Linked DNA regions of Mus musculus: regions 2, 3, 4, 5, 6 and 7 are each linked to region 1. The links are chromatin contacts, called in public HiChIP or PLAC-seq and promoter capture Hi-C maps. All regions are on one chromosome and are shown on one strand. The core of a region is the stretch at or near the end of the contact, and the rest is flanking DNA. Distances in the headings are between cores, read along the strand shown.

The links. Promoter capture Hi-C pulls out the DNA fragments that hold promoters and counts their contacts. HiChIP or PLAC-seq counts read pairs in DNA pulled down with a chosen protein or histone mark.
Region 2: a contact with region 1 is called in a promoter capture Hi-C map of liver, with 4 times the contacts expected there. The contact joins the promoter of Nr1d1 here to the promoter of Nfe2l1 in region 1. A contact is called at or near these places in 2 of 39 promoter capture datasets (liver and pre-B cells) and 1 of 115 datasets of contacts at active chromatin or transcription factors (pancreatic cancer cells).
Region 3: a contact with region 1 is called in a promoter capture Hi-C map of pre-B cells, with 2.5 times the contacts expected there. The contact joins the promoter of Csf3 here to the promoter of Nfe2l1 in region 1. A contact is called at or near these places in 2 of 39 promoter capture datasets (liver and pre-B cells).
Region 4: a contact with region 1 is called in an H3K27ac HiChIP or PLAC-seq map of bone marrow-derived dendritic cells, with 6 times the contacts expected there. The contact joins the promoter of Ppp1r9b here to the promoter of Nfe2l1 in region 1. A contact is called at or near these places in 3 of 39 promoter capture datasets (erythroid cells, hippocampal neurons and pre-B cells) and 1 of 115 datasets of contacts at active chromatin or transcription factors (bone marrow-derived dendritic cells).
Region 5: a promoter capture Hi-C map of liver shows a contact between it and region 1, with 4 times the contacts expected there. The contact joins the promoter of Kat7 here to the promoter of Nfe2l1 in region 1. A contact is called at or near these places in 5 of 39 promoter capture datasets (3T3-L1-derived adipocytes, hippocampal neurons, liver and 1 more), 1 of 484 Hi-C or Micro-C datasets (B cells), 1 of 115 datasets of contacts at active chromatin or transcription factors (astrocytes) and 2 of 9 other capture datasets (adipose tissue and liver).
Region 6: a contact with region 1 is called in a promoter capture Hi-C map of pre-B cells, with 2.6 times the contacts expected there. The contact joins the promoter of Fam117a here to the promoter of Nfe2l1 in region 1. A contact is called at or near these places in 4 of 39 promoter capture datasets (hippocampal neurons, liver and pre-B cells) and 1 of 9 other capture datasets (adipose tissue).
Region 7: a promoter capture Hi-C map of liver shows a contact between it and region 1, with 2.6 times the contacts expected there. The contact joins the promoter of Spop here to the promoter of Nfe2l1 in region 1. A contact is called at or near these places in 5 of 39 promoter capture datasets (the C10 cell line, hippocampal neurons, liver and 1 more), 1 of 484 Hi-C or Micro-C datasets (B cells) and 1 of 115 datasets of contacts at active chromatin or transcription factors (cardiomyocytes).

The regions. Positions count from the first base shown.
Region 1 is chr11:96,828,014-96,832,390 of GRCm38.p6, forward strand. It overlaps Nfe2l1 (nuclear factor, erythroid derived 2,-like 1), which reads right to left and starts at 1,955. Exons shown (of 5, transcript NM_008686.3): 1 at 1,806-1,955; 2 at 1-210.
Region 2 is chr11:98,772,962-98,777,338 of GRCm38.p6, forward strand. It overlaps Nr1d1 (nuclear receptor subfamily 1, group D, member 1), which reads right to left and starts at 2,416. Exons shown (of 8, transcript NM_145434.4): 1 at 1,757-2,416. The coding sequence starts at 1,787. It overlaps Gm31862 (a long non-coding RNA gene), which reads left to right and starts at 2,450. Exons shown (of 4, transcript XR_880204.3): 1 at 2,450-2,853; 2 at 3,678-4,136.
Region 3 is chr11:98,698,937-98,703,313 of GRCm38.p6, forward strand. Csf3 (colony stimulating factor 3 (granulocyte)) reads left to right here and starts at 2,377. Exons shown (of 5, transcript NM_009971.1): 1 at 2,377-2,483; 2 at 2,568-2,740; 3 at 3,090-3,197; 4 at 3,444-3,590; 5 at 3,866-4,377. The coding sequence starts at 2,444. The coding sequence ends at 4,024. Gm38985 (a long non-coding RNA gene) reads right to left here and starts at 2,574. Exons shown (of 3, transcript XR_001780319.2): 1 at 2,501-2,574; 2 at 1,477-2,162.
Region 4 is chr11:94,989,253-94,993,629 of GRCm38.p6, forward strand. Ppp1r9b (protein phosphatase 1, regulatory subunit 9B) reads left to right here and starts at 1,960. Exons shown (of 10, transcript NM_172261.3): 1 at 1,960-3,666. The coding sequence starts at 2,296.
Region 5 is chr11:95,307,617-95,311,993 of GRCm38.p6, forward strand. Kat7 (K(lysine) acetyltransferase 7) reads right to left here and starts at 2,630. Exons shown (of 15, transcript NM_001195003.1): 1 at 2,419-2,630. The coding sequence starts at 2,433. Gm11520 (predicted gene 11520) reads left to right here and starts at 2,800. Exons shown (of 3, transcript NR_155298.1): 1 at 2,800-2,837.
Region 6 is chr11:95,335,071-95,339,447 of GRCm38.p6, forward strand. It overlaps Fam117a (family with sequence similarity 117, member A), which reads left to right and starts at 1,948. Exons shown (of 8, transcript NM_172543.4): 1 at 1,948-2,191. The coding sequence starts at 1,996.
Region 7 is chr11:95,412,203-95,416,579 of GRCm38.p6, forward strand. It overlaps Spop (speckle-type BTB/POZ protein), which reads left to right and starts at 1,881. Exons shown (of 10, transcript NM_001359107.1): 1 at 1,881-2,202.

The DNA.
Region 1 (4,377 bases), core at 705-3,204:
GTCACTTTCGGATTCACATTAGTTGTCCTCTATGGAGATCCACTGCAGGCTGCTCACACCAACAGCTGATGGAGTCTTTCTTTCCTCCTTTTTTTTTTCCCCCCCTTCTCCTTCCTAAGGTTTATTTTCTTTGGCTGGAGCTACAGGTCTTTGTCTTGGGTCAGAGTGTCCCGCCTCCTCTGCACTTACCAGGGGGGTTTCCAGAGAACCCTGAAATGGGAATCACAGAACAACAAGATAAGATTCCACACTCTTCACTTCATGGTCAGGGTAAGAAGCTCGGGCAGAGAGTAGGAAACACGTGTAAAGGTTACTTTTACACGGAAAAGCCAAGCCAAACCTGCTGTGCCAACTATGAAAGGAAAAGGAAGGAAAGAAGCACCCTAAATACTAAATATTAAATCTGCCACACTTCCTAAAAGGTCTTATTTGAAGCAGACTGTGCGTGCAAGGCATTCAAAACTTTCTTACACTTTGTCTCATTTACCAACACTCTTAATAGAACACATTACCCAGTTTCTAATTTTAGCACAAGAAGTCCATTTCCTATCCTTAAAAAAATTTGGTTTCCCATGTCATTGTCCTTTCCAACTCTAAAGAGAAGACAGAGATTATTACTGAGAGACTGTGAAAAAATACATGAAAATGTTCAGGCCTCCATTTCATATGCCTTTTTGTTATTCCAACTTTTGAAATCTCATTTCCCCTTTCCTATCATTCTTTCATTCGTTAATTAATTAATTTATTTTTTTAAATAAAAGACCAGCCTAATAGCACAGGCCACTCAGAACGTTGAAACGTTAAGATCAGGGGTTTAAGACCAGCCTGGTTTCAATAGTAAAATAAAAGAATGTCCAGGACAAGGATACAGATCACGGGTGCCTGGTTAGAGGCCCTAGGTCCAATCCCCAGTATGGCAAAATAAAAGAACAGGGTAGGGTACAGGAGGACAGTGGAAGATTGTGGAGCCGTGCTCCACCTGGAATTTGAATTCACAGGTTTTAGCTTTATTCACATGACCTTCTGAGCCAAAGCAGAAGGATATGGCCAAGTTCTCGATCTCACTTGCCAAGTGGGGAGAAGGTAAATTTGCCTTCCCATTTCTGATTTCTACTTTTGAGCTTCCATTAAATTCCTAAACTCCTCTACTGTGGCCCACTATCAACTTCGCTCTAAAGGTGAAGTGGGAGCGACACGTAGGAGACACACACACCCACGAATACCCTCATTCGGTTGAGTAAACATCCCTGCTTTTGAAACCCGCCCGTCCTCGCGCAATTTACTACTAAAACTTCCCAAGAGCCACTTAAAGTTTGAGAGAGCAGACAAAGTTCTTCAAAGCCCACAAGGCCAAAGAGAGAGCGCTCCGGCCCCAGTCCGGTCCCACCCTGCCGTACCCGAGTCTGGATGAGACCAAGCTGCCATGCCCACTCTCGCCGACGCGCCTCCAAGCTTTCTGGGACACGGAGCGACAAGTGCTACTTTGCTGGCCTTGACCCACCCTTAAAAGCGAGCCTCACCCCGCCCTCCGTTCCCCAGGCCCCACCCCGCTCGCGAGCCCAGCCTCACCACGCCCTCCCATGCCCTCGGCCCTTCTCAGTCCAGCCCACCCAGGAACACGCTTTCTGGTCGGCCCCGCGTTTCTTTCCGGCCGTGTCCAGGGCCCGAGCCCGATCAAGACCCCTCTCGGCCTCCCGGGTCCCGCCTCCTGCTCCTCAACCACATCTCGCCGCCCCTTATCCCACAAGCTTTCGGCCCTGTTGCACCGCGGCTATCTCGTTGGGGAAGGGAATTAGAGCAGGTACCCGCTGCTGAGGTCACAGTCTGTCGCTGCCGCCACAGCAGGCCCTCAGCCCAAGTCCCGGCCTCGCCACCGCCGCCGTCGCCGCCACCTCCGGCCGGCCTGGAGCGCCCAGCCTCGGCTTCCCTCCCCGCCCCCTCCTTCCACTGCACTCGGAAACCCGCCCGCCACGGCCACCCCAGAAACAGTTGGTCCAATCAGATAGCCGGGACTAGAGTCGTCACCGGATGTCACTTTGATTGACAGCAAAGAAAACCCAATAGTCGAGTTTGTGTCTGCCCACTCGGCACAGTCCTCCCGAGACTGACGTGGAGAGAAGTCCAATGAGTGTGCAGGCCCGCCCCCCGGTATGGACCCACCAATGAGTGAGGCGAAGGCCCTAGTGTCCGGCATTCTGAACCTCTCCGCTGCGGGTTGGAGGTGGGCGGTGTTGTAAGTTAGGTGATTCTAGCTCATTGTGTGCCTAGGAATGCGGTCCTTTAAGGCAGATAATGGAGCATTGACGCCGGAGCCCGAGATTCCGTCCTTGAGGGTCCCCACGGTGACTTGTAAAAGTCCAGTGAGATCCGAGGGGGGGGCCGAGGCGGAGTACGGAGCATGTGGCTCTGATGGTCGCGACGTTCGTGTCGCCATCTTGAGTCCTGGCAACGGAAACCGGTACCCCCTGTCTGCCTTAGAGCCTGGTGTAACCTGTTCGTCAGGCAGGAAGGGTGGCATCTTGTAGCCCAGGCAACAGTCAGGTCGTGGAAACTGCGGGGCAGACGAGGGCCTTAGAGAAATGTTGGTAGTGTGATAGATAGGACATAGTAACTCGTTTTTGCCATCAAAGAAACACCGGGAAGAGCCCCTCCCCTTCCTCTAACCTCGCACACAGCTTAGTTTTTGCTTTTCAGGAACGTTCCATCGTTGCCAGAGTTCCCCATACAACTATAGTACCAAAACATTTTTTGTGACTCAAATATAAGTGTGCTCTCAACATCATTTATTAGATTCCAAATTACAAAGCCTTTGTGAGATTCTTGTTCAGTGACCCTGTGGTAGGGGCCTGATAACGTTCCCTATAAGTAATTCTGATACAGCTGGTCCGAAGACCACATGTAGGAAATCATTGTATTGAAGTTTGTACTGTGTAGCTGTGGGACAGAGGTGAGATGCCAACTGAGTTCTTGTCTCCTTTTAAGAGGCCATAATCTAGTTGACAGTTCATTATTCGCTGTCCTTGTGCAATTAAGGACAAGGCCAACTGATAATGCAGCAGATAAGTTCACTTCACGCTGTGCTAGGAGAGTTAGCACCAATATGGAGGGGTTCTCAGAATGTAAAGTACGTTTCACAGATATAATATGCACCAAGAATTCAACTGATTCTTACAAAAATTATTAAGCTACCACATACCTTTTTAAATGGAAACAAATTATTTTGAGCTAGTTAACACTTTCAAAGACTGTTTTTACTTCATCGTTTTTTAGTGTGTCCCAATAAATTACTAGAATACAAAATTTATGAAAACTAGACATTTGTGTATTAATTGTTGGGTCTTCAAAACAACAGGCATAGTGTCCCATGCCTTTAATCCTGGCACTCTTGGAATCTTTGTGAACTCAAGGGCATTCTCATGTACGAAGAGTTCAAGATCAGCCAGGGCTACAAGTGTTGGGTTTCAGAGGGGTTATTTTACTTTACAAAGTAGACCTGGCCTCCAGGTCCTCCCAGCATTCCTCAGTCCTTACCTGGCATACTCACCCTCTACACAGACTCCCCACAGGCTCTTCCCTGTACAATCCAGACATTTAGTTCTCTTGGCCCCTCCCTTCTCTTTTCTCTCCCTCTGCACTTGTTTCTCTTTCTCTTCTCCCCTCCCCTCTGTCTCCCTCCCCCTGACCTTGTGGCTCCGGACCAGTGAACTCACCTGCCTGGAAGCAGTTTCCCAATAAACCTGCTTACATATACCCTGATCTGGCTTGAGTTGGCTCGTTTCACCGCTGGAGAAATAATTAATCATCCAGAACAGGCAGAGCTACATAGAAAGTTCCAGAACAGCCAGGGCCACATGCATGCCCTTGCTCATAAACAAAACAAGCAAACAAAAAGTACACGGAAGCATGGAACCTAGATGTTAACTACAAAAAAGAAAAAAAAGAAAGAAAGAAAACGTGATAGAGTACTTACCCAGCGTGCAAGGGGCACTGGGTTTAATCTGCTGCAATAAACAAAAGGTTCTAGCAATAGAAAAGCAGGTAGGGGCTGGTGAGATGGCTCAGTGGGTAAGAGTACCCGACTGCTCTTCCTTTTTTTTTTTTTTTTTTTTTAATATTTATTTATTTATTATATGTAAGTACACTGTAGCTGTCTTCAGACACTCCAGAAGGGGGAGTCAGATCTCATTACAGATGGTTGTGAGCCACCATGTGGTTGCTGGGACTTGAACTCAGGACCTTAGGAAGAGCAGTTGGTGCTCTTAACAGCTGAGCCATCTCACCAGCCCCCCCGACTGCTCTTCCAAAGGTCCAGTGTTCAAGTCCCAGCAACCACATGGTGGCTCACAACCATCCGTAACGAGATCTGACTCCCTCTTC
Region 2 (4,377 bases), core at 1,166-3,665, 1.9 Mb after region 1:
CTTGTCTGCCACACCTCTGCCAAGTACTTAGCCTGGCCGGCCATGGGTGGAGTGGGGAAAGGGGAGGATCCTCAGACACGTGTGTGAGGTGACACATGCCATGCCACCGAGTCGACAGAAGCACATGTCTTGCTCACCCACTGACACACACTAAACCAGGCAGGGCAACCTTAAAATAGCTCAAGGTTGGTCAGGGTGAACCCTGCCTGTAAAATAAGTCACAGAATGGTTACCCGGCTATGGTTTCACGGCTGGGTTGGAGGATGGGTTATTTATGTGGACCTAAATGAACTTGACCTAGTTAATCCTGAAAGAGGGCATGAGAAAGTCACTAAAAAAAAAAGTCTTCCAACTTTGAAGTGATGGGCAATGCTCAAAAGACCCTAGCTCTCCATCTAGATGTGTATTGCTACCGATTAGCTTTCCAATATAGAGGAAATCAACTCTTGTCTCTTGGTCTCAGTTTTCCTTTCTATGAGTGGGGGGAAAAAACCCTGGGCGACGACACAAAGTAGTACGTTGTCAACCTTGATTCTAAGGTATTCCTGTTTGGGGGGGAGAAGACATTCATGGCATGCAAAGTCATACTCGGAGAACAGTAAACTTTGGAACATGGAAAAGTGAGTCTGAATGCAGAAAATGAATGTAGGCATGATTAGAATAAAGGGGTATAAGAATAATCTGGTGTGAGGTTTAGCTGGGACGTATAAACTTGAGGCCAAACAAGTCAGGGGTGCCCCCATATTACTCAAGTCTCGGTCATAGAGGGTAAGGGCCAGGCAGTCTGAGAGGAAAAGAAGCCAGGCGGGGGCGGTGAGTCAGCCCAGCTTCACCCAGATCTAGGCGGAGAAGGGCGGGGCGGGAGCCTGGCCCTCAGCTGGCCTCACGTCCCCACTCCACGTGTGCCCCTCGCACGTGGCACCCCAACGAGGAACCCCGGAACTCGAAGCACCGCCTTCTCCGCTTCCCTTCTGTCGCAAGGAAAACCCCGCCCTCGCCCCGCCCCTCCCGGGCGTCCTGGGTCGTAGGCTGGCCCTAAAACCAAGCTGGGCCGGGACAACTGAGGGGAGGAGAGAAGGCGACAAGCGTTGCTCCGGCAACTTGAGGGGCGGAGCTCATTATGTAACGAGGCCGGGAGGCAATGACCAATGAGATGGCGGCCACGGCTTCTACTGAATGAAAACAAATGCAGCACGTGGGCCCGGCTCTGCAGCCATGTGAGCCCTCCCCAGGCTAAGTCGCTGTGGGTGCCCTGCCTGGAGATGAGTCCCAAGCACCCGACTCCTCAAATGAAGCTCCCCACTGCCGCTGAGGATTCCCCTGTGAACTCTGACCCAGTCACGCAAACCCACCAGCCCGGATCGCCCCACTTCCCAAGACTACCTGGAAGTAGGCTAGAACTGTAGAAAAGGGAAAAGAGACAGGCATACTATAGCTGCAAGGAGTGGGCAAATGGGGACGTGTCCAGAGACTGCTTCAAAATGCTGAGTCTCCCTAAACTCTTCCACTCGCCACTGGTATCCACCCTCCATTTCATCCGTTCTCGGACTGAGGGGAACTCAGGGGGTGCTAGTGATGCGTTTTAGGCACATTCCCAGCCGTAATAACCCTCTTTAGAAATCTTACCTAGTGGCTTTCATCTTAGCACAGTAACAAACACCAGCCAGAGGGAATCCCCAATCCCTTACAAAGTTCCTCTCATAAGCCTTGGATGGAAATGGAGACAGTGACAGAGCAAAGATAAGAATCTCAGTACCTGTGTTGTTATTGGAGTCCAGGGTCGTCATGTCTTCACCAGCTGAAAGCGGTCATTCAAACTGGACCTTGACACAAACTGGAGGTTGTGATGGCCTCTCTCGCCCCCTGGGCAATGGCTGAGGGAGACGAGTGAGCCCCGCAGTTCGCAATCAGGATTCCAGGCACTGAGCAGTAAGGTCTTGGGGTGGCTATACTGCAGCCCTCCAGAAGGGTAGGACGCTGAGGCACCTGAGATCTGATTTGCATGGGAAGAGCAGAGAGTGTGTGTGTGAAGAATCAGCCTGCAGCAGTTCTGGCTATAAGGTAGCAAGGAGAGTCGGGTCTCTGCAGTGCACCGGATGCCACTCCTGAAGGCTCCGCAGTGAAGCAGGGTAATGAATCTGGAGCTCCGGGTGCAAAAGTCCCAAAGGAAGAGAAGCTGCAACCAGGAAGTAAGTAGGTGATGGAGAAATGAGGCACCAGGACGCAAAGAGAGACGTGTGCCCTGCTACGTTTCCTCAGCAGTAATATTTCACTCTGCCAATCTCAACCGCCTTTTGCCCGAGCCTTTCCCTGGGACAGAGGGCTCTGCGCAGGCGCCAGCAGCCCAGGGTTCCCGGGCCGCACGCGGCACTGGAGCAGGTACCATGTGATTCCAGGGAGCGCCTCGTGCCCCAGTGACACACTTTTCCAGCAGCCGGCACGTTGAGATCTGTGCGCCTGCGCACCGCCAGGATTGTTGGGATTTGTAGTCTACTGACAATGTAGGTGGAGTGTGCCTATTCCTTTTCTGCTTTGCAAAAGTGCTTGCTGGCAGCGGGGAGGAGCTGAAAGTGGACTGGGGTGGGGTTTTCTGAAGAGTCAGGGTGGCGTGTTTGGAAAGCCTTGTATGGCAAGGGCATGTGAATTCCTGGGGAGGGCCTGGCAAGCTTTACTGCTCCGTGGAAGATCAAAGCTAAAAGGCCCTTTCTGCAAACCTAGCAAACGTGAGAGCTTCACGTGATTGGAGAACTGACCTCACCCTGAGGTTAGTGGTGACTAGGGGGAGAAAGACAAGCTGGGAGGAGAGATTTCCCTTAAATCAAGAACTTAAGCATCTTTTGCTATGGTGACAAGGTGGGCGACAAGCAGTGTAAATAAAACCCCTTTCTCTTCTTCACCCTAACCCCAGCCCCCACGGGTAGGACTGGCATAGCACGGGGATATCCCTAGGGACTCCCTGTTTGCTTATATGACACCACACTGCCCACTCAAGTGACTTTGGGGTGAGTCATTTCCCTTTGTCTGGGAAATAAAAAGGAGAACAAAGGGAAAGTGCTCTGAGGTCCTCATAGAGAGAGGGGGGTCTGCTCTCTGCAGGGCTTCATGATAGCAGAAGAAGCCCACAGTTTAGGGAGAACATGAGGATCATTTAACTCCCACCCCTCAACTCCCCGAATTGGCAGGGTGTAGTGGCTCGTGCCTGCAATCACCGTCCTTGAGAGGCTGAGGTAGGAGGACTGTCGTGAATTTGAAGCTGACTTGAGCTGCAAAGCAAGCTCCTACTAAGCGAGGAGGGAGTGAGGATCTTCCCTCCTCTTACTGAAGAAGAAAAGGGACCGCCATCTCAGGGACTGGCTCAAGGTCAGGCATTCACTGCTTATTTCTTGTGACCGTCCCGTCCCTGAGATGGCGGATAAATGAGCACATGAAGCACTTAGCATCTCTCTCAGAGCAGCAGTCATCTCAGGAGTGAGAAACACAGAGGCCTGGGGGAAGGGGTCTGTTCTCTGGGGCTTGGGTTGTAAAGAGAGATGGACACGTATCTTCAAGCAGTCGAGTAAGCCCCAGCCACCCTGCTCCTATCTCCAAGTCCTCTGTAATCTCTACACTTGGGGATGGAGGGGGGGTGCTTTTTTTTTTTTTTTTTTAACCTTAAGTCTTTCTCTACTTGCACTTAGGAAGCTCCAGAGAGTTCTGGGAATCCTGGGAAGCAAGCTACCTTGGAGTCAGAGAAAAGCATACGGGGAAACTGAGCCAGGAGGACCACTTTGAGCTCAGTGATTTGAGACTTAAACAACATGAGACCCTCAAAGCTGGAATTAGGGGTACCAAGGAGAAAGAAAGCTGAATGTTAAGGTCAATGATCTTGACCGGGTTAACCACTGATCATCTGAAGGTTAGACTTTAGCCCTGTTCCCTCGTGCCTAACGGGCTTGGAAAAGAGGGGGAGCAAGCATTTCTCCCGCTGCCCTGGCCCTTAGGTCCAGAGCTAGGAAGCTGCTGCAGAGCACCATGGGAGGAACTGGGAGGAGCTAAGACAAACAAGGCCAGAGGCTTTTCAGGAAAACTTGGTTTTGAAGTCAGCCTCCGCTCCCTCTCCCTCCTCCCAGCCAACTGTGTGGAGGGAGAGCTGGGAGGTAAGCTGCTCTGTCCCTGGCTGCCTGCTCTTTGAGACCTTTGATTGGCTCAGAGCCAGGCAACCCCCACCCCACCCCACCCACCTGGGTATCTGAGGACTGCTCAAAATCCAAAATCGGTCCCTTGGTGCTGTCTAGACGTTCCACCCCGCCTAGTCCCAGTACTACCTCTCAATATCGCTCACTCCCCTGCTTTCTTTAGTTGCTCTGGGTCCCCCCAAGGCCCTCAGCACTGTTTGCA
Region 3 (4,377 bases), core at 1,127-3,626, 1.9 Mb after region 1:
GGCCTCAAATCCAATTGGGAAGTCATTGGTTACCCCTATAGATAATCCACTGTTGCACGCCGGTGGCCCTGGGCTCAGTAGTACAACGTGCAGACCCCGATAGCTGAGTAAGCATTGGCTGGCAATCCTCTTAGCAGCCTGCATACACCGTGAGGTCCAGACAGCAAGGAAGACGCTCTGAGATCACGTCCAGCTTGATTCCTCTATGTCCTGTGCCCAGAGCCCGCGGTGTCTTTGGCAACAGAGTCTGGCCACTGAGTTCTGGTTAGCAGCTAGCAGCAGTGACAATTGTTACACTATGTCGGGGCCCTCAGGGCCCCTCTCTAGCCAGGTCTGGTTCTGATCCTCCTACCTCTATTTCCCAAGTGTTGGGATGACAGGTGTGTGCCACCATGCCTGTGTTATGCAGGGTTAGAGATGTAACCCAGAGCTTTGTCCATGCCAGGCAGGTACTGTATCAGTTAAGCTACATTCTGAACGCTGCCCTCCGGTCTTTATTCTCCACTCTCCGAGGTGCACTCCAGCTGGCTGGTGCAATAGAGCAAAGGGGGCTTGTGCAGCTCATCAAGGCCACCCCTCATCTGCAGCCCACCAATTGGTAGACAGAACAAAATAATGGCAGCAAAAGATCCCCACCACCCCCTACACCGTGGCACTCAGCCTTCCTAATACCGAGCCCTTTAATTCAGTTCCTCATGCTGTGGTGACCCCCAAACATAAAACGATCTCATTGCTACTTCATAACTGTGATTTGGTACTGTTATCAATTACGATGTAAGTATCTGATACGCAAGATGTCTATCTGATATTCTATTCGACCCCTGTGGGTCTTGAGTTTGTGACATATAAAGTAGGCAGCTGTTGCCAGTTAGCATGTTTTAAGAATTAAATCTCGCCGGGCATGGTGGCGCACGCCTTTAATCCCAGCACTCAGGAGGCAGAGGCAGGCAGATTTCTGAGTTCGAGGCCAGCCTGATCTACTGAGTGAGTTCCAGGATAGCCAGGGCTATCGAGACAGAGAAAACCTGTCTTGAAAAACAAAAACAAACAAATAAACAAACAGAATGGGAATCCCTTGGCCTGTCCTCTCAAGCAGAGGCTATGTAGTTAATGTCCATGACATCTGTGGCCACCAGAGGGCACCCTAGCCCCAGAGTTGGCCCCACCCCATCAGGTATGCCTCAACATCAAAAAATGTCTATATTCCTTGGCCCCACCTTGGTGGGGGTGAAATAGTTCAGAAAGTACCAGATCGAGATGCCATCAGTCAGACAAGGAATGCCGTCCTCCTTTTTAGGTAGTAATACCCTGTTGGGACTGAGAGCGACTGGGATGTCCCTCCATCCCTACTACCCATGATTGGGCAAGGCATTTCCCTTTCTGGCCCAGTTCACAGAGGTGAAATCACCAAGGTCTCTTTCAGAGCTAACACTGGGCAGAGTTCTAGGATGGGAGATGCAGCTCCTCCTTTCTCACCTCAGCATGCATCGACTCAAGCCAGCTCACACCACTGCTACATAATGAGCAGAGATCGTCGGGACACTCCATGACCCAGCCTCCGACGCCCTCCAGATGCCCCAGACTCCACGACATCGAGGTAATGTGCCAAGGGAAGCAGAAAGGCAAGGTCAGGTGAGCCAGGAGCCCCAGAGGGTCTTGATTCATTCAAGACAGACATCCGGTTTCCTCTGGCCTCTCTGCCAGGATCCAGGGGCTTAAAGAAATGAGTCATAATGGGGGGTATTGGGGAGTTCCCAGCTAATCAGCCTGGGACAGAACGGCCTGAATGCTGGACCAATTTATTTTTATCCAAATGTGGGGCAGGCGTAGACAGCAAGACCCTACCTAGGGTGCTGTGGAGGGCTCCCAGAAAAGCAGGAGGCAGCCACCAGGAAGCTTATGGGTCTGAAAAGAGGACAGGTTCTTTCTTCTCTCGGGATGTTTGTCCCAGGTATAGGTGACTTGAGAATCACAAATGAAGGGCAGAGGGGGCTCCCCAAGCACGTCTGCCAGAGGATGGAGAGACAGAAGCAGTCTTGATCTGAGCACCCATTCTTCCCCAGGGTCTGAGTTCCTTGCTATCCCCTCCAGGGTTTCACCAGCCTTGTTGGACAACTCGGATCCAGATCCAACACCCTGCAGCGATTCAGGCCTGGGTGTGGCTGGAAGAGAGGAAGAGAGTTTGAGGGGGGGACAAGACGTCAAGGAAGGAACAGAGATTCCCCGATTTCACAAAAACTTTCGCAAACAGCTTTTCCCCAACCCCCTGCATTGTCCTGAGCTATCATCAAATTTGCATAAATCCTGGGAAGTTATTACTAAGCCTGAGTTGCCCCAGCCCCAGGTAATTTCCTCCCGGGGCCTTGATGGCTTTATGTATAAAGGCCCCCTGGAGCTGGGCCCTGGCAGAGCCCAGAGCTGCAGCCCAGATCACCCAGAATCCATGGCTCAACTTTCTGCCCAGAGGCGCATGAAGCTAATGGGTGAGTGCCCTGGTTACCTGCCCTGGGTGTGGAATGGAGAGAGGCCGGATAACAAGTGCCTCAGACCCGTCTGTTTGCTCCTAGCCCTGCAGCTGCTGCTGTGGCAAAGTGCACTATGGTCAGGACGAGAGGCCGTTCCCCTGGTCACTGTCAGCGCTCTGCCACCATCCCTGCCTCTGCCCCGAAGCTTCCTGCTTAAGTCCCTGGAGCAAGTGAGGAAGATCCAGGCCAGCGGCTCGGTGCTGCTGGAGCAGTTGGTGAGTGGGGTTGCCATAGGTGTGGAGGGAAGGACTTGGGGGGGGTAGCGGGGGAGGCAGGAGCACAAATGAGAAGAGGGCAGACTAGGAACACACAGCAGTTGACAGTGTTTGCCCAGTGTGCACAAGAGCCTAGATGGCACCCTCAGAATACTGACAGAAACATTGAGGAAGGGAACATGGGGGGAGAAGGGCACAGGAAAGAGAATGAGTAGAGACAGCAGTGGGACCTCTGGATGGGACAGTCCTTAGGGTCACTAGGAAGGTAGGGAGCTGAGAAGCCAGGAGGACCTGAGCTGGACAAAGAGCCTGGCCCAGGTGAGCACCCTCAGTATCCTTCCATCTACAGTGTGCCACCTACAAGCTGTGTCACCCCGAGGAGCTGGTGTTGCTGGGCCACTCTCTGGGGATCCCGAAGGCTTCCCTGAGTGGCTGCTCTAGCCAGGCCCTGCAGCAGGTGAGTATTTTCGGAAAAAGGAGGACCAGGAGGAGAAGGGGGAGGAGGGGGAGGAGGAGAAAGAGGGAGAGGAGGGGGAGAAGGGGGAGGAGGAGGGGGAGGAGGAAGAAGAGGGGGAGGAGGGGGAGGAGAAGGAGGGGAAGAAGGAGGAGGAGGGGGAGAAGGAAGGACTACATCCTACTATTTGGGCTCCTGAAGAGAGCAAGCATCCCAAGATGTACTGCCTAACCCTGCTATCTTCCCCAGACACAGTGCCTAAGCCAGCTCCACAGTGGGCTCTGCCTCTACCAAGGTCTCCTGCAGGCTCTATCGGGTATTTCCCCTGCCCTGGCCCCCACCTTGGACTTGCTTCAGCTGGATGTTGCCAACTTTGCCACCACCATCTGGCAGCAGGTGAGTACCATCTGGAGGGGGTCATGGCAGCACACCTGGGCACCCTGGAAGCTCTCTATATTTTCAGAGGCCTGTTTTTTGGGAAGACACCCCTCGCCCCCTACCCCGCTTCCTCCAGGCTGAGAGACAGACAGACTCTGTCCAGAGACAGACTGGGTTGGAGTCTTGGTCCTACCGTTAACGTTTAATGAGCCCCACAGGCCAACTTAACCAACTTCCCAGCACTTCCTCACCTCAAGGAAGGACTGATCCCTGACTTCATCTCCTCCCCACAGATGGAAAACCTAGGGGTGGCCCCTACTGTGCAGCCCACACAGAGCGCCATGCCAGCCTTCACTTCTGCCTTCCAGCGCCGGGCAGGAGGTGTCCTGGCCATTTCGTACCTGCAGGGCTTCCTGGAGACGGCTCGCCTTGCTCTGCACCACTTGGCCTAGACCTGAGCAGAAAGCCCTTTCCAGATAGTTTATTTATCTCTATTTAATATTTATGCATATTTAAGCCTACTATTTAAAGACAAAGACGAGAAAATGGAGCTCTAAGCTTCTAGATCATTCTCTCCACTTCCGAGTTTTGTTCTCCTGCTTAGAGCAGAGAGAGAAGGCTCTTGTGTCCTCCTGTGGAGGCCAGGGAAGGAGATGGGTAAATACCAAGTATTGATTCCTGCTGCTGCTCCAGGCACCCAGTTCTGTGGCAGTACCCCCAAAAAATCAGTGAGCCCTGCCGTGCTGAGGCACCATCTCAGGGGGGCCCAGGCAGCATCTGGTCTCCCTTCCGGGGGACAAGACAT
Region 4 (4,377 bases), core at 710-3,209, 1.8 Mb before region 1:
CGAAGCCAGCACAGGATACTGCAGGCCCTTTCTCAAAAAACAAGCCACTGACTGCCGTAGCCGGGTTAGGGTGAAGGGCTCAAGCCCCAGACTTGAATTTGAGAACATGTCCTAAAGCTTGTTCATGAAAGATGGGTCAGGAGGGGAGACGGAACCTGGATGGCTTCTTTACCCTGCACAGATCCCCAAACGCAGAACTGGGGAGGGGTAAGTCTCCTGCCCACTGTGCAAAAATGCAGGGGGCATCCGAAAGCCTGAGATTTGGGTTCATCTCCGGCTCCAGATGAGAGCCAAAAAATCTTCCCTCTCCTGGCACACTACTCTAGGGAGCCAGTCCAGTGGTTCTTGGCTCCTCCCCATCCCAATCTTCAGGGTTCCCAGGCGGTTTCCCCACGTCCCATCCCCCCCATGCACAGAGCTCTTTCGCACGTGCCATGGGTTAGTGTCCCACAAAACCCACACACGGAGAACGGAAGGGTAGAGGGTTCCCTCTATGAGCTGGGCCAGGCCAACCGGAGAGAGTGAGAAAACGGGAAGAGGAGGAAGAGGATGGAGGGGAAGAGGGCGGGGGAGGAGGCAGAGGCCGCAGGAAGGCCTGAGATGCAGGAAGCAGCTGGGGAGAGGGGGGAGGCTTTGTGCCTGAGTTGTTTTCTGGGTCCTAGTGTCCACCCTGTTCAGTTCCTGGGAATCTACCAACGACTGGAGGAGCTACACATCTAGACCTGACTGAATATTGGACGGATCCTCACTGCTAGATTGGGGAAGGATAACGGGCATAACAAGGCCCCTTGTTGTGTATGTGAGGAATGAAGGAGCTCTAAAGAAGCTGAGTTTTCAAGGTGGGATTTGTAGGGTACACACACACACAAACACGCTTGCACACAAGTGACCAGAATCCTCTAAGTCTGAGACCCAACGTAGAACTCTCAATAGGGAAACTTTAGCCCTGGGACTCTAGAATCATTCCTTCCAACCTCCCCCAACACCTTACAAACCTTCCTGTTTCAGAGATCTTTTCTGGCAGGTTATGAAGGCCAGGATTCTATACCTCTCCCCAAAGGGGTAGGTGAACAACGTCATTTTAAGACTTCCCAAGGCAAAAAAGCATCTTTGGTAATCTCCTGCCATATGGGTGATGTAACCCCCAACCCTGTCCCTTTCTTCATTTCTCCTCCGGACAGAGCACCACAAAGATTGCTGGGCCCAAGTTTTACATTCTGAAAGATGAAAAAAAAAAAATTCCTATGGGGAATTGTTAAAATGAAGAATCCCAGGTTCCGCCTCTGAGATTCCCCTTCACCTTTGGGAAGGAGCTAGAAATTATGTACTTTGATCTAGCACCCAAAAGTTTTGTTGCTGGTACCCCTGAACACTCTAAGGACCTTTAGAGAAATGATTAAGGGCCCTCCCCACAGAACCCCTTCACTTTGTGGGAGGAGAAGGCCAGTTCCTGCTGTGGCTGGATGGCTCCCCGCCCCCAGGGTTAAATGAGGGGACGCCTAAGTGGATTGTGAAAAGCCGAGTTTGGGATGGGAGGGCTGAAGAAGAATAGCCAAGGTCGGTGAAGCTGCGGAAGGCTGTCCGCCAACTATGAGTAGGAGAGACCAGGCGACAGGGTGGAAGGGAAGGGGAGGGCTCACAGGCTCCGGCCCCGGAAATCCGATCCCTTTAGGACCCAGTGGTACCAGTCCCCCAGCGGCGGCGGCGAGAAGGGCAGCCGCTCGGTCTCCGGCAGCCGCGGTTCGGGCAGAGCTAGAGAAAGACCGAGGCTCGGGGCGCGGGGGGGAGGGAGGGAGGGAGGGAGGCGCGGCGGAGCGGCCCGGGTCAGCGGAGCAGCCACGGGCGCGGGGATGCCGGGCACCCCGAGAGCCAAGGCCCCCGGCCGGAGTAGGGGGCGCCTGCGCCGCCAGCGCCGCTGACACCGCCTCGGAGGATGTGAGCCGGTGCCGTGGCCGCTGCTTCGCGGGCTGGGCGCGCGGTCCCAGCAGCTCCAGCCAGCCTCCGCTTCTTCAATTTGGGTGGGGGCGACCGCACCAGGCCGCTAGAGCTTTCGAAGGGGGCTGGCTGTCTTTGGCAGCTTGGTTGGGGGAGGCGACCCACACAGGGCGCTCGGAGATTTTTTTTTTTTAAAGCAGGGTTAACTGTTTTTTGGCAGCTTGGTTTCTGGGGGACTCTATAGAAGGCCTTTCGGGATTTCTTTCTTTGGGGGGAGGGGGCGGTGGTCCCGACTTGGCCAGCCGCCTGCTGGAGGGGGGCAGCGGGGAGCAGGGGGATGCGAACCCGGCTCCCCCAACCATGATGAAGACGGAGCCTCGGGGGCCCGGGGGTCCCCTCCGGAGCGCCTCCCCGCACCGCAGCGCCTACGAAGCGGGCATCCAGGCACTAAAGCCTCCCGATGCACCCGGGCCCGACGAGGCACCCAAGGCGGCCCACCATAAGAAATATGGCTCCAACGTCCACCGCATCAAAAGTATGTTCCTGCAGATGGGCACCACCGCGGGGCCGCCGGGTGAGGCAGGCGGAGGCGCAGGCATGGCCGAGGCCCCACGGGCGTCCGATCGCGGGGTGCGCCTGTCCCTGCCGCGGGCCAGCAGCCTGAACGAGAACGTAGACCACAGTGCCCTGCTCAAGCTGGGCACCAGTGTGTCGGAGCGCGTGAGCCGCTTCGACTCCAAGCCCGCGCCCTCGGCGCAGCCCGCTCCTCCGCCGCACCCGCCGTCCCGGCTGCAGGAGACGCGGAAGCTGTTCGAACGGAGCGTCCCCGCGGCCTCGGGTGGCGACAAGGAGGCCGTGGCGCGGCGGCTGCTGAGGCAGGAGCGCGCCGGCCTGCAGGACCGGAAGCTGGACGTCGTGGTGCGCTTTAACGGCAGCACCGAGGCGCTGGACAAGCTGGATGCTGACGCCGTGTCGCCGACGGTCAGCCAGCTCAGTGCGGTCTTCGAGAAAGCCGACTCGAGGACCGGCCTTCACCGTGCACCCGGCCCCCCTCGGGCAGCCGGGGCGCCCCAGGTCAACTCGAAGCTGGTCACTAAGCGGTCCCGGGTGTTCCAGCCACCGCCGCCGCCTCCCGCCCCGTCGGGGGATGGCGCGACCGAGAAGGAGCGTGGCCCCGGAGGGCAGCAGCCCCCACAGCACCGGGTGGCCCCTGCCCGACCTCCGCCTAAGCCGCGGGAGGTGCGCAAGATCAAGCCGGTGGAGGTTGAAGAAAGTGGGGAGTCTGAGGCCGAGTCGGCTCCCGGGGAAGTGATCCAGGCCGAGGTGACGGTCCATGCAGCCTTGGAGAATGGCAGCACCCCGGCCACCACAGCCAGCCCTGCACCCGAGGAACCCAAGGCCGAAGCGGTCCCCGAGGAGGAGGCGGCGGCGTCAGTGGCGACGCTAGAGAGGGGGGTGGACAATGGCCGGGCCCCGGACATGGCACCTGAGGAGGTGGATGAATCCAAGAAGGAGGACTTCTCGGAAGCGGACTTGGTGGATGTGAGCGCCTACAGTGGACTCGGGGAGGACTCTGGGGGCAGTGCCCTGGAGGAGGACGATGAAGAAGACGAAGAGGACGGGGAGCCCCCCTATGAGCCGGAGTCAGGGTGTGTGGAGATTCCCGGGCTCTCAGAGGAAGAGGACCCGGCCCCGAGCCGGAAGATCCATTTCAGCACCGCACCGATCCAAGTGAGTGACCCCCCTTGGGCCCCCCGAGCTGCCCTTGCCACGTGCGTGTGGTCGCTCCCGCCCAGACATCCGTGTTTGGCAGGCTGAGTCAGCCCCTGCCACCCAGCCGGGTTCCCAGAAGTTCCCACAATGAGGGAGGCGTGGGGGAACTTCCAGCTGTTTGTCAGAGTGGGAAGGTTTTCAGGTCTGTGATTGTGAAGGTAGCCTGCTGCGACCTGCCCTCAGGTTCCTAACCCCGCCCAGCATCCCTCCCTACTCCACGCCTACTCTGGGACACCTGCTCTCTCTTCCTCCCCCAGACATTCTTTCTTCCAGAAGCTGCCAGAGGCTGGGACTTGGCTGCCCTGAAGGGGTGTGGGACATGTCCTGGGGATACTGTTCCTACACATGTGCTGTCAGGAAGAGAAAGGTGGGGAGCTTAGGGACGCTTCCTGCTTCTGGATGTGTGAGGCTTGGCTCTGTCTGGGGTGACAGAGGGGAGCTAGGAACTTCCCCAAACAAAGATACAGTGGAAGGCTGACCCTCTTCCCTGCTAGTACTCCCACTCCCACTTTGCAGAAGTGAAAGAAGGAAGCAGTCTTCTAGGGTGAGCTGGACCAAGGCCATGTGACTGGGGCTGGGAGAAAGAACCCTACTCCTTAAGTCTGTGCTGGGCCAGCTTCCCATATCCAGGGTTGCATCCAGGAAAGGGGCATCTTATATGGTCCCTGA
Region 5 (4,377 bases), core at 1,380-3,879, 1.5 Mb before region 1:
GTGAGGCTTGAAACAAGGTGCTTGGAACCCAGTCCTCTACAAGAGCAATGAGTACTCTGACCAGCTGAACAATCCCTGCAGCCCCACGTGTCAGGTTCTCAGAAAAACGCATGCCACACCCTAGCCATAACTCTCGGCCTCTGGAAGGGTGATGAGCCATGAAGATTACTTTACCTAGTAAGCACTGACACGTGCTCTTTTCTAAGCTGGACAAAGAGTACTTGCTGAAATCACTACAACTCCTCAAACTCAGTCCTACTATCTTTGGCAGGAAAAGGGAGTGGGACAGACGAAGGACTGAACTCAGGGCTTCCCGGCAGTAACCACACCCCACTGAGCTATAGCTTAGTCCCAGGCCCCAACGCTTTATTCAAAGAATAAGCTCCCTGGGGCCAAGTATGTTTGGAGTTACTAGATTCTTACAGAGGACACATATATCCTGTGATTAACAACCCACACTAAAAACATTAATATTTTCTAGCAAACAGAAATTTAGTATCACACTACATGAGGCATATAAAAAAACTAAATAACCTAAGGATAGATTAGGACAGATTGGCCATCAACCAAGTTACCAACATATTTACATTTGGGTTTTGTTGGTTTTGAGATAGGTTCTTGCTATTTAGCTCAGGCTGGCCTGGAATTTATTATATAACCCAGGTTTGCCTTAAGCTCAAGATGAGCCTCCTGCCTCAGCCTCCAGGATGCCAGAACTACAGGTGTGTATCACTATACCCAGCAAGAACTTACATTTTCTTCTTCTTTTTGAGTCAGGACACCCCAGCATATCAGCCATGTGTACCTCAAACTATAGAGATCCACCTCCCAAGTGCTGGAATTAAAGGCTTGTACCATAACATCCAGGAAGAATTTACATTCTCCACTTTTACATTTGGAAACTGCTAAAAGGAGACTAGATCATTCCAACAAACCAGTAGGTCTGTCTCTTGTATTTGGTATGCCTGGATATAAATACTACCTGTCGAGCTGATGAGATGGCTCAGCAGGTTAAGAGCACTGACTGCTCTACCGAGGGTTCTGAGTTCAAATCCCAGCAACCACATGGTGGCTCACAAACACCTGTGCCCTCTTCTGGTGCGTCTAAACTCAGCTACAATGTACTCATGTATAATAATAAATAAATCTTTGGGCCTGAGTGAGCAGAGGTCCTAAAAATTCAATTCCCAACAACCACATGAAGGCTCACAACCATCTGTACAGCTACAGTGTACTCACATACATAAAATACATAAATTAATCTTTTAAAAAAATACTACCTGTCAACTCTGGTCATTGCAAGAGACATTAATGTAAATATTTAACTTGGAAAGCTTCCATGAAGAGTGATCTCTGCAGAAATATGAATACCAACCGTCTATCCATCCAAATATTTCATTCAAAAATCTGACCACAAGTAAATAGAGGCACAGAATGTCACTAAAAGGCAAACTTTAGGGTCATCTCAGCCAAAGACCCTGACACCCGTCCATGACCTATCAATTCTGCCTGGCTTAACCCTGAAAATCAGCTCTTTACTTATTTCCCACGTTAACGGCTTTCTTACAGTGTATACAATTTCAAGCAGAGACTGTATGAACTATGGTTCTTTGTGTTCTTCTCTCAACAGCGATAACCCTTTAAGCCAGTGATCACGCATACTTTTCGAATTCCTAGCAACTAGCACGTAACACTGCTCTTTGCATTTTACGACTGAACATATGGGGCAAATGTCATACAGTTCAACAAACATTTACTGACCAGGAAATGTCAAACTGAACAAATAGGTGGAAGACGGTGACTGAGACGCAACAGGCCTGCGAGCTATCCCTTGGGGGTGGGCGCTGGCTTTCTAACCACCCATCCTCGGCTTTGTTGTAATCCCCCCACCAGGAAAGGAAAGTGGTCTTCCCAACTCGCCTTTACAACACCTATCGCCATCTCTATCCGGAAGGGCGGGGCGTTGGTCGCCCCAATCCAGGCCTTGCTAAGCCGCACCCGCCACAAGAACAGACTGCAAAGCTGGGCCAATAAAGAGAAGGGAGAGCATTCGCCACAGCCAGTCGGAGAGCACCGGGGCCAGACCGAGACACCGCCCACGCACGCGGGGAGGTGACCGTTGGGCCCAAACAGGCGGCGTCACCATCCAATCAATACGCTTCTAGACATTTCCGCGACCAATTAACAAGAACGCCTCCGATCCGGGCAAGCAGAGGGCGGGAATAGTTACAGGCATAGGCCGAGGCCAGGGTCGGGCCCACATTTTTCTGTCTGGTACCGAGAGGAGACAGAGTAGCTAGGCTAGGTTCGGGGGACCAGAAAGTTGGAACCCAAGCACGACGAGGCGTGGCCAACCGCGTCACGTTACTCAATCGACTCCCCTTAGAAACCCGCCATCCCTTCTCTGCCATTTCTCACCTTCCTTCGCGGCATTGCCGGCGGCTGCAGCCCGACGGTTCCGATTCGGGCGGCGGCAGCACCAGCAGGAACGGGGGCTCCGGCGGGCTCCGTGGCGGCCTCTGTAGCTGTCCCAAACCCTGCGGACGATCCCAAGTGCCTCCTACCTCTCAGCGTCTAGAGCCTTCTGCGCAAGCGCCGCGGGCTGGAAGCGCCTATTCCTTAACTTCCGGCTGAGGCTTGCGTCACCTGACCTTTAGGCCAGTGAGGATCATGGGAAGCTCGAAACTCTTAGTGAGGCCAGTCAGCGCCATTTTGGAATTGGGCAGGAGACGGCACCAGTGGTGAAACCTTCGGCTAGACCTTTTTAGTTAGGTAGGCGGCATTCGTGTGGGATTAGGTAGCCATGATTGTTTGGGGCAGAAGTCTGGCAGTTGAAGGTAACCGTTTTCATCTTTACATTGGGCAAACTCTTCCTTCCTCGTCGTTTTAATTTGTGGCGTGGAGGGAGGAAAACCCCAGAATCCATCAGGTTGTCGATCTTTAACTCTTTCATTTCCTAGTCGGCCGAAGGACGTTTCCGTTCATTCTGTAAACTCCGAACTGGCAAGAGATATTTTGCCCAAGGAACTGCTGTAAGAGCTATTCCGTGTTCCGGAGTGGTGTGAATGGGGCTTGAATAAAGGATTGACAGGGTCGTTGTCGGTCTTGAAGTGGGGTAGAGTGTTCTCTTTATGCCTTGTCCTTGCGTTAAGAGAACAAGAAGTAAGTTATGAGATGATGCAGAGCCATTCTCAGGATGCCGGAGCGCCAAAGAATTTCCAGTTTATCTCTGTTGTGAAACGCCCCCGGCTTATCAGTGCTCTGCTTTGGTTTGAGATCTTTGGGTGGCCCGGAGAGGGGCGGAGGACGTGGTTTGAATGTGAGGGTGCTGTACCAAAAGTCGGAGAAGTGTTGAACCTCATTCAGCCCGTGTGACCTCTGTAGCACAAATGCAAGAGCCAAGAACTGAGTGGAGAGAGAAATAGTATTTTGAAAGACACTAGAAAGGGAGTGGGTATTCAAGTAATAATAAAAGGCCATAAGAAGAAGAAATTAAGACTAGAAGAAAGAGCTATACGAAAAGTCTGGAACCAGGTGGGGGGGTGGGGGTGGGGGTGCATGCTTTTTGAAGCAGGCAGATCCAAATCATGAGCTTACGGCCAGCCTGGTCTACATGGCCAGTTCCAGGCTAGATCCTGTCTCGAAAAAGAAAAGTCTGGAAAGTGGTTTGTAGGCCTTGAAGTTTTAGCCTCAGAGGACTTGAAAGAACCAAGGTGAACCAAGAGTGACTTGCTGGAATCAAAGCAACCTCAGTAATTACCAAGATAGAATTCTGGTTCCAGATTTGTGTGTGTGTGTGTGTGTGAGCTGAGCACGCACTCATGACCAGGTGAGTGCTCAGAGGACAACTTTGGGGAATAGATTCCTAACTTCCACCTTTGTGGTGTCTCTGGGATCAAACTCGGGTCATCCAGCTTGCTGAAAGAGCAAGTGCTTTTATCCCCTGAACCCCCACAGGCCCCTATCAGAATTTCCATTTGAGGCTGGCTAACCTGGAGAGAGGCTTTAAGAACAGAATACAAACCTGATTGACATGCTAAACAGAGGACTCTTCGGAGTTAAAAAAATTCCAGACCCTTAGCCCACATTCCCTGGGGCTGGGGGTGGGGAATAGCTTAAGCCATTGTTGACGCCATTAGCATTCGGTATTTTGCTTTTAGTACTTAGTATAAATACCTTTTAACAATCTTTGTGAGTTGATTTGCACATAAAAACTTGCTTGAAAAGGGCTCAGATATTTTCCTTTGTATTATTTTAGCTCTCTCGTGTTTAATCCATTCTATCACTGTTCTTTTCACGTAAGGATATGTTCCTGGGGCTACTCTGGAATGTTCTAACTCCCTAACTAGTGCTAACAGCCTCTTATATTTGAATAAT
Region 6 (4,377 bases), core at 698-3,197, 1.5 Mb before region 1:
GACTCAGTAAAGAGGGCATAGTAGCCACCTCTCACTTTCAGTCATAATGGATGAATGAAATAGTATGCAAAGTACTTGATATGTATCTGGCATGCAGGAAGGGATTCATTGAATATTAGGGCTATTGCTGTTGGTTTTCTCAGTGAGGCTGTGAGACCCAGGGGTGGAATACGCCTTGATAAAGGCAGAGATCTGAAGTGTATGAGAATGTTGAGCTAATTGAAATTGAGAATTCAATCTGCTTCCCTCATTTCCCTCCATAGCCGGAATCAAACCTAAAGCTTTGAGCATTCCAGGCAGGTATTGGCCCACTGACCTCCATCCCCAGCCATCAGATGTACTTTTTAAAGCTGAGCTAGCCTGAGAATGGCTGAGTTTTAATTCCAACCACCAGGTCTTATTCATCCCTATCAGGCATTTAGTAAGACTGTCGTCCTCATGGAAAAAAAAGAGTACTATTTTCTTCCATCACAAACAATCTATATGTCAGAGCTTGAAGCAAATCGTTCAAACATGAAAGTAGTGTCTTTGCAGAGAAAAATCTTTTCACAGTATGTTCCTTTGCCTCCATGTTCTGTGTTCTGGTCTGATTTTAATATTCAGCCAACTGTTGCATTCCCACTCTGAGCGTTATCTGCTTTCAGTATTGGATCCCAAGGTACTCTCGCAGCACGCACACCCAGTTTACTCCCTTTCCTCTGATTAGTAAGTGTGGCTTCAAGGGAATACCTTTAAAAAAAATACTAAACTCGGTAGAGACTGAAATAGAAAGACAAATCGGTAGCAAGGTCAAAATTAGAATTCATAACTAAATATAAATCTAGAGGGAATTATCCAATTACTTGGATGGTCCCTTCTCACAGACAGTCCAGCGTTAATTGGCTCTGTTTCTTTTCCATATATAGAACAAAGTAGCAAGAGTAATGGATTTTTTTTTTTTGAGATGCATTGTTTTAATAGTATCTTAAATACTGCTTTTTCTTTTTTCCGAAAATGTGTTCACATATACATAGCATATAATTTTCACAGCTTGCCAGTATTCTCTTTGGGGACCATCTGGTCTTTGACTTGTAGGTCAGAGAGCAACTGAGCTGGAAAGACAAAGATTTCCTAGTGGAGTCACTATCAAACTTGATCAGATTTATCATTTACTTTGTTTTGCTAGGTACACTTACAATGGATGGTTCTGAAGGGAAATTCCCAGCTCCCTTTTAAAGGCTCAAGTTAATTTACAGACTAACAGCTGTTTTTATTGAGATTGGACCAGCTTCAGGAAGGGACTTGGAAACGTAGAAGACAAATGAGTGTCATGTGAGGCGAGGTAGCCATTAAATGTACGAATTTAATGCAAAGCTCATGCAAATGATAGGCAAACCTTCTATAAATTTATCGAATCTCAGTTTGGAGTTTGTCAGCTGCAGTGAAATCTCATGAGAATTGAAAACTAATGTTTTTTAGTTAAACTAAATGTAATGGCTTTTGAAGTTAGGCATTCTCAGTCCCATTGAAACTGCTTAGAGTTTGACACTACCACCTTTAAAGATTTCAGTAGTGTTTGATTCCAGTCCACATCCAGCCCCGCCCCCTGCACAGCCTGACATCACATGGCATATATTTGCATACTACCTGGGACTGGGTGTGACGATCCTCCCCTTTGAACCTTCTCATTGGCAGTGCTGAAGAACCAGCCCTCTACTGGAAGGTCCAATCGGCAGCCTTAAGGACATTAAAAAAAAAAAAAAAAAAGAAAAGAAGAAAATCAGGAGGGTGGGGGTCTTGACTTGATGGCTGAGCACATGGACCAATCATCCTCGGAAACAGAAGAGCCCCGCCATGGATTGGTTGAGGGGGAGGTCCTGGGACTCTGTAGGCCAATTAGAACTCTGGGCCGAGGGGGCCGGTCCGCGCCCGTAGGGCAGATAAGTAGCGGCCGCGGGGGTTGGGGGCAGTGTGGGGCTCGCCGTGGGGGTGAGGCGGCAGGTAGCCGGGTGGGCCATGTCCGGGGCCGCAGCGGGCGGCCGAGGCGGAGGTTCCTGGGGGCCGGGGCGCGGAGGGGCGGGGGGTCTCCGGCGGGGCTGCTCTCCACCGGCGCCCGCTGGCTCCCCCCGGGTCGGTCTGCAGCCACTCAGGGCTACGGTCCCCTTCCAGCTGCAGCAGCCTCACCAGCGCCGGGACGGGGGTGGCCGCGCAGGTGAGCCGGGTCCGGAGCGGGTGCTGGGGCGACGGGCTGGAGAGTACTAGAAGTAGATGGGAGGTGAGAGAAGAGAAAAAGGGGCGCTCAGAGTTCGCGAGGGCGGAGGGAGCGAAGGCGAGCAGCTGCGAACCTGCGGTGCAACTCCGGGACGGGGTGCCGGGTGCATGGGCCGGGGACCAGAGGGGAGGGACCTGGCAGATGGAAGCTAGCTTTGGGGGGGCGTAACCGAAAAGTGGTCCGAAGTGTCCGCCCGGGCGGTGTGAGAAGTGCTAGAGTGCGTGCAAGGAGTGTTGTGGGCGTCCGGAGTCGAGGGCTTCACTGGGAGCCAGAACCGGTGGGCGCTGGACGCCTGCTCAGTGAGGGGGAGGGGCATGGAAGAGAGCCGGGTGGAGCCATGTGTTACTTCTCCTGCTTGAGTTTGGCCCCAGCGTCTCTCTCTATGGCTCTCGAGTTCCTTTCTTCACCACTTCACGTGCGCTTTCACATTATGCTTCTTCCAGGAGATGATTTGAACTCAGCCCGTTGGAATAAGTTAGTTTAACGGCTTTTACTTCGGTGCAAACATACCTCTGTTACCGATTTTCTACATTCCTCTCGGGGTAGCCCCGAAGTTGAATGTTCCCATATCTCTGACTTGCTTAACATGGCTGTCTCTTTCCAGTTATTCTGTGCGTGTGTGCTTATGTACAGGAGTTGGGCAGTTTGCATCCTACTTCTTGCCTCCTCCGAAGGTGTTTTGCCCTGAGCATTCCCAGCCAACGTGGCAGTGGAGTGCTTACAATCAAGTATGCTGTGTTAAATACCCCACTTTCTGAACAGCGCCGAAGCAGTTTCTTAATAGCAGCTTGATGTGGTGGGTGTGGGGAAACTAGGGTGGAGCAAATTTAACCTTGCTTTCACACTTAAGGCTGTGATGGGACCCACAATTGCAGGCCCTTTGGAACGGAAAGGGAACCTACTTGCATGAGGAGGTTGGCAGTAAGTTAAAAGTGAAGTTTGCGTTTGATTCACACCAGATGTGAAAGGATCATTGCACACTTCCTAAGTCTAAGTTTGTACCAAATGTACAGAAGCTATGGTCCCTGCCATCCTACTGTGACAGTCCCTACACCAGTCTCTTGTGCTTTCTGCAGATGACTAAGCTTGGACATTGCATATCCTCTTCCTGAAGGTATTCTGTTACAGGAGTCTTGCTAGATAGGAATGGGATTCATCGGGTCTTTGAGGTAGAAAGCCAAGTCTATTTGGACCTCACTGTATGTGCTAGTATCACATTCTGGAACGCAGAACTTGATCAAATCTGGTAGCAAGATGGTGACCAAGTAGTCAAAGTATGTGTAGAATCTGGTGGTATAGAAGAAGGCAATGCCCAGACAAACTCGTGCCTATCGTCAACTATAAAGCAAACCACAAGACTACAAACCTGTTGGTTTTGTTTGGGCTTCCTTGAAACCCAGGGAAGCTAGAGCAGCAAGCACCAGAACCTTCATCACTCTCGGGAGAAATTGACAGAAGCCTTGCCCGTGCAGTAGTTAGAAATTGTTTAGCCATCATTTTAAGAGCAGTTGTTTTGTGATCCCTACAGAGCTAGCATTAGAAGGGAGAACAGTGTGTGTGTGTGTGTGGGGGGGGGCTGTGCAAAGGGGATGAACATAGGCTAGCAAGCTTGGGTTTCATTACATGGCCAACTCCTTTTGCAGGGTCAGGGTCTCTAAAGGTACTGATGAAAACAGGAGAGCAGAGGTCTCTGTAACTTCAGGTGACTTAGAGAGATTGAATGGGTTCCTGCATTATGTATTTGGTTGGCCCATTGTTTCTTCACTTGTTAATATCCCAGACGTATTAAAGAGACATTTGCCTATGAGGTGGGATTATTGTTATGTTTTCAGTAGGAATGGAGGGGGAGAGTTGAAATAGTAGCTTGAACCTCTTGGTCTTCTTTGTGGCTAAGCATTAAAGGGAGGTGGGGGGCGTACCTGGGCTTTGACTTGGGACCTCACTCTATCTATTCCTTCTGTGCTTTGGGAAGTGTGCAGGAGTGTTTTCCCCTAGGCCATTAGGGCATGTGACAGGGACTTTTTTTTTTTCTTTTCTCTCACAGACCCTGAAAAGAATGATGTTTGTAATTTGGGTTTTAAACACAGGCTCTCCCACTTGCGAGCTGGTGTATGCTCTTGAGGAAG
Region 7 (4,377 bases), core at 631-3,130, 1.4 Mb before region 1:
AGCTCAAGAGAGGAGGGTTTGTTGATAGTGACAGTAAATGAAATCTAATTGAAAAGTTTCAAGAATCTGCCTCAGGTGTCAAGAGCTCTTTCTGCTTTAGAGCCAAGCACACGGACCACATCAGTAGAGAATCTGGGCTCTCCAGTTCGTAAATAAACCATTTTGGTTGGGCAGAGTGGAACACCCTTTCAGTCTTAGTACTCAGAAGGTAGAGGCATAAGATCAGGAGCTCAAAGCCAGCCTCTGTTACGTAGTGAGCTGTGTGTGTGTGTGTGTGGGGGGGGGGGGGGGTCAGCCTGGACTGTGTGAGATCATCTCAAAACCCCAAACCCTCAAAATAAAGCAGAGAAAAAAAAAACCAATAAGAGCAATTTCATCTAGAATCTAGGTTGTGTAAGGCCCCAAGGGTTTGGAAGGTTTTGCTTATAATTCCTAGGATATTTCATATGGGGATTACGGGGTCTGCTTCTATACTTGAAAGTGGAAAGCCTCCCGGCACTGTCGGGGTTCTTTCCAAACCCAGTGGCTTGGTTCCTGGGCTGCCAGCCTTCCCTGCTGAACAGGCTCACCAGCCACTGGGTGCCAAGGAGCATGTGGCAAGAGATAGGAGCAGAGTCTCCTGGAGACTGTCCCAAGGCCTGGAAAGCAGTAGGGTGCCAGGAAGCAGCTCTCAATTAGGCTGCAACCCTGTTACCTCATGACCCACAGGGTCACTGGGTTGATCTCTCAGAGCTAGGTGTGTGCTTGATATGTGTATGCAAGAGGCAGTCTGCTTTTGCTTTTGAGAGCTTGATTCAGTAATAAAATATTTTCTTTTAAGTTTAAGGTAATCGAAGAATGTAACACAAAGATGACTGTTTTCTTCCAGGGCCAAGATGCTCTGAGACAATTCTACCCAACTCCAGAATCACTTTTGGTCCATGGGAGCTAAGACATGAGACAGACTGGGGACCCGGATGGCTTAGCCAAGGAATTGTCACAGAATCAGCTTCCTCTCCATTGGGTCTCTCTCTCTCTCTCTCTCTCTCTCTCTCTCTCTCTCTCTCTCTCTCACACACACACACACACACACACACACCCCTTCTGCCTTTCCCAGAAAGAACAGCTCTTTGGTTATTGTTGTCAAATGCTAATTTATTTAGTTTTCAAGACGCGGTATCACCTTGTAATTCTAGCTGACTGTGAACTCAGTAAGTAGACCAAGCTGGCCTTAAATTCACAGAGCTTCTCCTGCCTCTGCCTCCCGAGTTCTGGGGTTAAAGGTGTGCCTCACAGTACTCTAGCAAAGTACCTTATAAATGTTAGCATTTGCAGGCTAGGCTTATTGGACATGGATCTCTATGAATTTAAGGCCAGCCTGTCAACAAAGAGAGTGCTAGGTCAACCAATCCTATAGAGCAAGACCCTATTTCAAAAAATAAAACAAACTAAAACACATGTTAAAAGTTCTTTAAAAAGTATTTTAGCTGAGAGTTGCCTAAAAAAGAAAGTAAGAGCTAAGTCATCGGTAATCCACAAACTGCACAACTAGGTTTCAGTTGCGAAATGCCTGTTGCTGCTCCACCCACCCGGTCCCTGGATCTCAGCTTCCTTCCTCCATTCTGGCCTCGCACCTCAGCGCGAACTTCTGCGCGCTGCACGCGACCCCCTCCGAGTTCCCGCCTCTTTCCACTCTGGCTCCGCCTTCCGCCCAAATTCCCGGGCCCTGGCACCACCTCGCGACGCTTGCGCACTAGGGAAGGTAGGCGGAGTCTTAAAAGAGGAGGAGCTGGAGAGTCTTGAGCGGGACGGGGTGGGGCGGGGCAGGACGGGGCGGGGCGAGGCGGGGTGGGGCGGGGCGGGAAGCTGGGGGGAGGAGGCCGCGCGGGGTGGGGCCCGGCGGGTACGCGCTCGCTGCGTCGACGTGCTGACGACAGGACGCCCAGGCCGGTGTGTGTCGGTGTGTATGTGTGTGTGTGTGTGTGTGTATGTGTGTGTGTGTGTGTGTGTGTGGTGTGTGTGTGTGTGGTGTGTGTGTGTGTGTGGTGTGTGTGTGTGTATGTGTGTATGTGTGTGTGTGTATGTGTGTGTATGTGTTTGTATGTGTGTGCGCGCTCCAAGAGTGTATTTGTGTATCGGCGGTCCCGCAGGTCCCGGATGTTGCGGGCAGTATGAGGCGAGCGCAGGGGGACAGGGACCAGCAGCTGTCGCCGCCGTTCTCAGGTGAGTGTGTGTATGTGTGTGTCAAGAGTCGAAGAAGGGGTTGGCCTGTTGGGGTGCGGGGTTTTTCCTTGAGAAGTGACTAAACCCTCCCCCACAACACACACTTTTCCTAATGTACTATTCTCTGCCCCATTTCCTATGTTGGTTTCCTGGCCCGAGGAAGCCAGAGCCTAGTCAGCCGTCCGTTCTTCCTACCTCAAGCATTCTGGAAACACAAACGCGCCCCCTGCCTCCTGCCTCCCTCACCATCATATCCCCAACCCCATCCCCCTTGCCAAATAGTGAGCTGTCGCCTGCGGCGAGATGGGGAACTGCGCATGCTCGAATGTGAAGGAGCTCCGGGTGCCTGGTCGCTGCTTCAGGACGCATGCGCATTGCTGTTTTGCAGGGACCTGCGGGATAAAGAGCCCCTTGACCACGAGCCCGCCTTCTTCGCTAGACTTGCCACCCAATAGTGAGCTTGTCGCTCCGATCCGAGAGGGAGAATTTAAATTATGCGAGGGATTTAAGGACAAAGCACTATTTGCATCTGGTGTTGCCCTAGAGACTCCCAGGCTACCAACGCCTCCTAGAGCCAACGTGTCCCACGCTGACCCTTCTTTTTGAAACTTAACTGCTACTTCTACTTCTAGTATTACTTCCCTTTCCACCACTCCCGTCGTCATGCTGAAACCTTACTACAAACTTCCCCTAAGTTTAGGAGTAAGTCCAACTCGTTATTCTGGCAGGGGATTTTGATAGTCTTGTTAAAAAGGATTTGTTAAAAGGTCCATTAAAAAAGAAACTAAGGTGGGAATTTCTCTTTAGTAAAATTCTGAGTTGCCTTTACAGAGTAGCTAAGGAAGGGATAAGTGCCACACACAGACTTGAGGTAACAACAAAACAGAAATCAAGCTGTCAATCAGTAGCTTCATTTCAGCCCTTTTACTTAGTGGGACCTTTTTGGTTCATTGTGTGTGTGTGTGTAAGTTCTTCCATAGCGTTTCAGTTTAGTTATACATTTAGTTGTACAGTTTAGTTGTACATTCTGTGACAATATGGAAACAGGGGTAATCAGAAACAATTGAACAACTTGTCCAGAAGTATTAGTTTCAAATAATTTGAGCACTAATTCTTTCATATTGGCAAGTTCCAAAAAATTAAAATGAGGAACTTTACAAAAATATTCCAGTGACTTAGGTCCCAGAGTTTTAGCTGACAGACTGCAGTTGGTTCTTTAGTTTGGTGCTGTGCCATCCCTCTTAGAAACTTTGTCTTAGCTCTACCATGTAGGGAAAAAGATGTTTTATTTGTTTTTGATATAGTCAAGTTGTTATGTAGCCATGACTGGCATGGAATTCCCTATGAAGACCATGCTGGTCTCAAGACTGTATTCACAGAGATCTGCTTACCTCTGCCTCCCTAGTGCCAGGTATACATTTGGTCCCAAAGATAAACACTTTCTACTAGCAAAAAGTTTGCTGAATTGTATTGAAATGAATAGCTAACTTGTTGTTGGGTGGAGAGAATGGAAAAGGGAGGGGCATCTTTTGTTTTTCAGTTGTCTGGCTAACCTAATGTCTCATACTCTTGGGAGTGGGACATGAATCAGCCTTGTTTTGAAATTCCTTTTCCTTTGTGTTCTTTCTTTGGTATTCTCACAAGACATAATTTTGGTTGGCATTTTATCCCTAGAACCTCATGTTCTTGGTCTTGAAAGTGTATGAACACTTCTCACTTCCTCATTTAACTGGGCTTTATGTGGTTCAGTTGTCTGTCTATTGTGCTGTTTCCAGTTGCCATGTTGCACTTGGATCCAGAGGATGACACAGAGCAGCACAGGGGTTGGGGGCAGGGGCACATACATCATCCTGTGCTGGGAAAGAGCTGGATCCTCAGTCTCCCACCCCTACCCTCAGCCCTCAACATCCCCAGTAGTATAAGTTACTGTGTCAACTCCACATTTAGGATCAGGGCACTTGGCATCCTTTTGGTATTTTGGTGACTACACCTCTTAAAAAAGTTATTGCAGAGGCTAGTATGGTAGTGGGAAGAACTTTATGAGGTGTACGTCCTTGCCTGGATCAGGCTGTTGTAAAATCTAGAAGGGAAGCTAATGAGGTAATCCCTGTCTGTCTTCTCTGTAAGCTTTCTTCATTTGGATGCTTTGTTCTTATCTGGAAATGCTTTATCTCT